2 separate regions of the Zea mays genome follow, and region 1 is linked to region 2. Evidence: chromatin contacts called from public Hi-C data. All regions are on one chromosome and are shown on one strand. Each heading gives the region's core, a stretch centred on a gene start, on an enhancer-like site or on the middle of the called end of the contact. The rest is flanking DNA. Distances are from core to core; before and after follow the strand shown.

What was found. A called contact is a pair of places that touch in the nucleus more often than the background predicts.
Region 1: a Hi-C map of ear shows a contact between it and region 2, with 2.2 times the contacts expected there. The contact joins the promoter of LOC100193994 here to the promoter of LOC100283392 in region 2. A contact is called at or near these places in 5 of 25 Hi-C or Micro-C datasets (ear, leaf, tassel and 1 more).

What each region holds. Positions count from the first base shown.
Region 1 is chr8:154,492,491-154,496,324 of Zm-B73-REFERENCE-NAM-5.0, reverse strand. LOC100193994 reads right to left here and starts at 1,296. Exons shown (of 6, transcript NR_159683.1): 1 at 862-1,296; 2 at 537-772.
Region 2 is chr8:154,302,799-154,306,614 of Zm-B73-REFERENCE-NAM-5.0, reverse strand. It overlaps LOC100283392, which reads left to right and starts at 1,421. Exons shown (of 3, transcript NM_001245900.1): 1 at 1,421-1,600. The coding sequence starts at 1,446.

The sequences.
Region 1 (3,834 bases), core at 47-2,546, 190 kb before region 2:
AAAATGTCATACTATGAAAAAAAATGTGTTCAGTGATTTGTAAGGTATTTACTTTCTGCTCTCACATTAATCGTTATTTGTTAGGGCAAGAGCGTGTCCCAAACTCCCAATTATTCATCCGTTAGTAAAGCTCCATGGAACTTTGATTAAAATTGAGCGGTGGAGCCAAGGACCATTGCACTTATTGTGGCATGATAAAGCAGAAATTTCTCCACGTGCACAAAATGACTGTATGTCTGTATTGCGCTTAGTGCTTGTATTAGGTTTAGGATCATATATGCACAAGCACAACGCATCGCTGTATGAATGCTATCTTCCTGCGAGTCTTACGAATCTTTGATTCAAGAAAGCAACTTTTATTGGACTCAAGCTCATCCTACGCTTTAGGAGTAAATCCAGTACATCGCAAAGGACTTATAGCAACGGATCCAATCCATACGCTTCAAGAAATGGCAGTGAACGCCGCAGCACTTGTGTAATTACAAGAGGAAGAGGGGAACGCATCACACAGAAGCGTAGAACCGAACACCACTCACCAGCGATGAAGCAGCTGAACATCTTCTGGAGCGCCACGGAGAGGTCCTCGTAGCTGGAGTACATCTTGATGTCCACCTTCCTGAGGTAGGGCGCGCCATCCATGCTCACCTTCACGTACATGGGCCGGGCCGCAGACGCGGCGTCCTCCGCCGCCGGCGCCTTGCTCCTGGAGGCGCTCGCGGCGAGGGTGTTCTTCCGGTAGTTCCGCACGGGCGGCCATCCCACCACCTGCGCCCTGCACGGATCGACAGCAACGCGTCGGTCAGCCCGGCGGCGTCCGGCTGCGGGTAACGCCTGCGGCGAATCGGAGCGGCGGGGTCTTACTTGGCGGCCGGCGGGGCGGCGGGGGACGCCTGCTTGTCGTCGCTAGCCTTGGCAGCGCCGGGGCGCTGGGCGGGGTCCGGGAAGGCGCGCTTGGCGGAGACGGCAGCGGGCGCCTTGGGGGTAGCAGGCAGCGGGCCGAGGGAGAGCGCGGCGGCGACGTCCTCGCAGCGGTCCCGGTCGCGGTCGCGGTCGGGGGACTCGGAGCCCGGCAGGCCGAGGCGGAGGGTGAGGCGGGGCGCCGGCGAGGACGAGGACGACGAGGAGGAGGTCGGTGTCGGCGGCGCCGCGGCGGCGGCGGCGGAGAGGCCGATGTAGTCGTGGGGCTCGAGGGGCGGCGACATTGGGGCCGGGGCGGGTGGGCGAGAGAGAGAAGAGGCAGGAGTCTGGGGCCTGGGGGTAGAGACTAGAAACTAGAGACTAGAGAGAAAGGTGGGGGGAGGGCGACGTGGGGTGGGGTTCCTCGCTCACCGTCCCTTGTTTGTTTGGAGTGGAGGTGATGAGGGGGGAGCGACGACTTGCCGCTGCTGCTGGTGGTAATAAAAGTGGCCGACCGGGAGGATTTTTAACGAATTTCTCACGCTTTTTTAAAAAAATTTCCGGGGAACTTGTCCGCTTGCCGTCTTGTCGCGCGGTACTTTTGTGCTTGGCTTGGGTCGCTGCCACTGGTCTGTGGTCTCGATGTGTGGGTTGGGAGTCTGCTCTGCGGGGTCGGTGCTGCGTCCGCTTCCAGGTGGACGACGCCGAGTCAGCTCTCAGCTGATCGGCCATGGTCATCGTTCATCGACCACTGGCGATTATGCTAGTTTTGGGAAGTGCACGTCATGTCTAAACAACGCTGTCAAACTCCCGCGCACCCCGAGCAAGCAATATCAGCTCCACGGGGACAAACTGGCCGTTCGCAAGCTAATCACATCGTATAATACGAAATCTTTTACTAGCCCACCTTTTTCCAGCTACGGAAAGCTGGCATGGCGTCCTTGACCATTGACCAACAGATCTACGATATGGCTGGAGAAAAAAAAACAACTAGGAGAAGGTAAACAGAAAAGGCTAGCCGTTGCGAAATCAAAGTGAAGTAAAAGTTGCTGTCCGTTTTGTGTTTTTCACTTTATTAAAAAAAGGGAGGCCACCCGAGCTGGGCCGCTATCAGGCCCACGGCCGAGCAGCCCAGCCGGCAGGCAAGCGCTGGCAAGGTGGCTAGGGCTCAGAGAGGAGCGCAAGGCAGAGGACGGTAGTAGGGAAGGAGTAGCGCAGGCTGGCGGCGGCTGATAACAGATCAGCGATTTGTTTGCCGCCGGGTTCTGCGTAACTACCTGTGCGGGCGTCTTCTTAAGAAGGGAAAACGCATCCCTGGCTTTGGAGAGGTTCTCTGCTCATCTCTGCTTTTATCGGCTGCTGGTTGTTCCAGTCGGCTGCTTGTTGTTCCAATCTCCTCGATCCATTTGGTCCCTAGTGTTCCTGTGGTTAATCGCTAGTGGTGATTGGAAGCTGGTAGAGGTGGTGCTGTTCTTGTGCAGCGAGGTTCTCCTGTGCCCCGTTGATTTATAGTGCGCCTGTGTGGTGCTCTGTCTGTTCTGATCTTTGTCCACCGTGGCCTGGTGCCTGGGCTCCCTGCTGCGCGGTGTTCGTCTTCTCGGGCAGGTGTCGTGGACGTCTCCCTCGGCTCCGGCAGCGGCTCTAGTATCTCCGTCAACCTCCCGCCGTGCAGGCCCGGACGTGGGCGGCGGAATTGGTTTTCTGGGACAGAACCTTGTGTTCGCTGAGCTGGTCTTCCCACGTAGACAATCTACGTGCTGTGAGTTATTCGTTGCCTCACTTTATTTACTGTTTAATTTTTGTGAAATCTGCTAGTATTAAATACTTGGGTGTGATTGCACTGTTGTGGGCGGATTTAATTGCTCGATGATGATAGCGGTGTAGTGAGACAACGTGACAGTCTGGGTTTTAGTGTATTATCATTTTCAGCATTGATATTATTTGTGCCTAATTAAATCTCTCTTTGTTGAGGCTGGTTACCTGTGTTAAATTCTGTTAATTTATTTAATACACAACTCCTTACTATCAGTATTTATATTTGATTATTAGGCTTATTACATCTGATCTAAAACCCTTATTTGGTAAGATAGGACTGTCACGTTAGTCGAGGATCTCTGATCACCTTTTAGCGTTGGAGGGCTGTTTATTACAGCAACCCGCTACTTTGAGAGCAATAATTTAAGATAAACAATTATGTTTATTTCTTTAATCTGCCTTCTTCATCTGCAAGCCATGTTTAATTATAAAATGGACCTGAGATGCTATTTTACATGTTTACATGTTCTCAAATTGCTACTGTTCATTGCTGCAATAATTATATATGGCATTTATCTGAGTTATATGCTTGTTTTATTCGGAATTAGAATATTTAATCTATTTAAATATGTAGAAAGCATGTCACTTATTTCTCTAAATTTACAACAATCCAGAAAACCAATTCCTATTATGGCCTCCAATTCTGATGTCATTAAGCCTGAAGCGTTCGACGGCGCAAGCTTTAAACGCTGGCAGATTAAGACTCGCATGTGGCTCACTGACCTAAAATTATTTTGGGTAGTGACGTCGGCTGTTCCCCAGGCTACATCAGATGATTCTGATGATGCAGCGAAAGCCGCCGCACTAGCGGAGAAGGCCAAGTGGGATGAAGCCAATGAGGCATGCTTGTCTCGTCTGCTGAACGTCTTGTCGAACCGCTTATTTGACGTGTACTCTGGTTTTACCTCCGCTAAGGGTCTATGGACTGAACTTGAGAACGAGTTCTCTGAAGTTGACAATGGCAATGAGTCATTCACAACGGAAAACTACCTTAACTATAAAATGGTTGAGGGAAGGTCTGTTATGGAGCAGCTACAGGAGATTCAACTCCTTGTTAGGGACTTGGTCCAATATGGTTGTGTCCTACCAGACAGTTTTCAGGTGAATGCAATACTGGCAAAG
Region 2 (3,816 bases), core at 172-2,671:
AGCTCACTCGGTCTAGGTGACCATTTGAGAGAGGAAAATGGTTGAAAGAGACCCGGTCTTTGTGACCACCTCAACGGGGAGTAGGTTTGCAATAACCGAATCTCGGTAAAACAAATCACCGTATCATCCGCTTTCATTTGCTTGTGATTTGTTTTCACCCTCTATTTCGGACTCAATTTTATTTCTAACGCTAACACGACTTGTAGATTGTGCTTAAAGTTTATAAATTTCAGATTTACCTATTTACCCCTCCTCTAGGCGACTTTCACTAATGTGGGCACCCGATGCTACCATAGCTTCACCCTCCGTGCTGACACTCTGGGTCCGCCCCACGCGTCGTGCCCTGTGGGCCCCACGTTGGTCTCTCAGCTACTGCCCTAAGGACCCCTAGTGCCCGCACATGCCCACCACCCGACCCCGTCCGCGCAGCTAGCACTCCGCGCAAAAAAAAGTGCAGAACGAGCACTCGAACCACGACCCCCTACTATAGAAAATTAGGGCTAACCATCAGACCACATACCTTAGTGTTTAGAAATAAACAATAATTATATTTAATAAAATTTTCAATATCTATTTATATGATATATAGCAACCGCAGCAAAGCACGGGTAACTGGCTAGTACAGGTAGAAATAGCTATCTGGCCCATTTCCCTTTCAACTATAAACATCTATCTGCACCGACCGTCGTCCTCTACTTCAAGGAACGCACGATGTCAACTCGTATGAATAAAGCCACCAGTGCCTTGATCACAGATCTCTTTATTTGATACATAATAATCTCAATTTTTTTTAAATCTTAGTATAGTTTCTACTAAATGGGTACAGTGATCATGTACATATCTGTCACCGTTGAGAGTTGTAGTATTATACACACGTATATATGCGTCATATATTTACTATGAAATTACTAGATTGGATTAAACATAAAAACGCCTAGACTCTTTACCGTCCTTTAGAGCCACTAATAGATACAAAAGTCTTGATTGCATAGGACTGACTGACTGAAAATTCGATACTGCTCGATACCGATGCATCCTTTTTTTAATTTTTTAAAAAAAGTAGTGCACATATTGACCGAGCTCGCTCTTGCTAGTGCTCCCCAGGTTCGTCCAATTCAATGGAATGGAGGTCAGCAAGAGGACGTGGACGTCGTGGTGGGATGGGTTCTGCATATTTTGTGTGTGCGTGTGTGCGGCGATGCAACCTAAACACGGACTATTTCTATCCGGAAAAAAACACTCGGTCCAATTTGCGCGGGCCCGACCTGCTTGCTCCGGAGACATACTGGCATATTCGCCCAAATCATTGCGTTCCCACGCGAGGGGCCTTTTAACCCCAGCCCGGCCCTGCGAGCGAGACCACCCCACCCATTCACTCGCCTGCGCTCCCTCGCCGCCCCAGTTCCCCACCCCCTGCTCACCCACCCGTCCCCTCCTGCTCGCCCATGGCTCCCATCGCTGTCGGCGACGCCCTCCCCGACGGCCAGCTCGGGTGGTTCGACGAGAACGACCAGCTGCAGCAGGTCTCCGTCCACGCGCTCGCCGCCGGCAAGAAGGTCATCCTCTTCGGCGTCCCCGGCGCCTTCACCCCGACCTGCAGGTCCCTACGCCCTGTCCCCTGCCCCGTCTCTTCCTCCCACTCTCTCGGAGATCTCCGAGCCTTTTGGCCCCTGTGTTTTGGGGGAGAACGGTCTCGGTCGGTTCGGCGGGCGGTTATATGGGCTCTCTTGGGATTAGTTCCAGTCCGGATTCGGAATGAATACTAGTGGTTTAGTTTTGAGCAACAGATCTACGAGGAAAAAATTGGGCGGGGGTGGGGGTTGAGTTTTTTTAGCCATGCCAGCTGCGCTTTCTGCTGCAAGTGGGTATCCGGCAGAGAAGAGCAACCATGCTTGTGCGCTGAGAGGATCGTGAAATAGTCTGGCCTTAAATTGCAGCACAACCGGTTCCACCTCCTAGTCAGCGTCATGCGCGTTGCTGGCAGTAAGGAGCGGAACCTCTCAACGTTGGGTCAGCAAGAAAACCACGGCCGTCAAGTGGAGGGAGGGGTCTATGGACGCAGGGGCGGAGCCAGAATTATGTTATATGAGGGGCCCAGCAAATTTATCAAATCCTATAACGCACCGTTTGGATCATTGGAATTGAATTTCATTCTAATAACGCCCCGTTTGGATCACTGGAATTGAATTCCATTCTAATAATAGTAATTTAGGCATATATCAATTAAGCTAATTCACTTTTATACAAAATATATTTGTATACTCTTATTAGCAAGATGTCCTAGATATTTATGTGCTACATTTTTACTATAGAGTAGTAGAACGAAGAGTGTCATGTAAGTTACAGATTAGAAACAAATTCTAATCATGCATAAAATCATTTCCTATCCTCCACCCTATGAATTTGAGATAGGCTTATATCTGAATTTTGGAAAATGGTGGAATGCCAAATTCCAAACTAAATAAGTTACTTTATTGAGTGAATTCCAATTCCTTTAAAATGAAGGGATCCAAACGCCCCGTAATAGTAATTTAGCCATATACCAATTAAGCTAATTCGGTTTTATGCAAAATATGTCTGTATACTATTATTAGCAAGATGTCAGAGATATTTATTTGCTATATTTTTACTATAAAGGAGTGAGTTGAAGAGCGTCCTATAAGTTATAGAGTAGAAACAAATTCTACTAATAAATAAAATTATTTTTCATCTTCCACCCCATGAATTTGTGATAGGCTTATATCTGAACTTTAGAAACTGGTGGAATGTCAAATTCCAAGCTAAATAGGTTACTTTATTAAGTGAATTCAATTCCTCTAAAATAAAGGGATCCAAACGCCCTGTAAGGTACAAAATATAATAGGATATATACACATGTATATACTAATTTGCGTATATCAATAAATTATTAAAAAAAATACTTACACCATATAATTGTAAATTAATTAATTCCAACAGAGATCAAAATAATTAGCCTGTACGATGATCGACCAAATTAAAAGCTTCGATTATATTATGAGTCATAGTTGTCAATTCTATATCAATATAGATCGATGATCAAGTAACTTTACATAAAAACTTTACATAAAATCATCTACCATTTTATTTCGTAGATGTGCTTTGATAAGTTTTGTAGCTAAAAGGCTCTCTCAATGGTTGCAGTTGAGATTAGAAGGGTGATCATTAATCTTAATAATCCGTAAACCATTTGATACATGGAACTTTTACACAATTTAAGATGGTTTTTTACTAAATTGGTAAGTGATCGTAATGTATTTGGCTCTAGATGGTTGTATAATCAAGGTGAAACATCAAATTTGTCACGTGCACAACAACTATTTGGTGACAACATTGGACTGAAATTCGTCGATTTTATTATTAGAAACGAATTTGATGCTTCAAATTTTGCAACAAAATTTTAGTTGGATAGAGAAATTTATTTTAACCAAAGAAACTTTTATGTTTCATAGTATGTGTACGGGAGAGTTAAGGGGGGCCAAGGTCCCTGACCCTTGTCTCTATCTTCTTAATATTTATCTAAAACGCAGTCCTCCTGCGTTTTTCGAGAAAAAAGGCCCCTGCCCCCTTGCTCCGCCCCTGTATTGAGGCGCTATTCTGAACCTCTAAACTACTAATAGTTAGCTGCTAAAATTAGCTGAGTGATTTAGAACATGTCAGCTAATTGTTAGTTATGCCTCTCAAATAGCATAGCTATTAGTTGTTAGCTGCTCCAACCCACCCAAAACCAGCTAATGACTTATTAGTTGACTAACAATTAGGTGTTGTTTGGTTCATATATTTGTAACGTAATGGGTA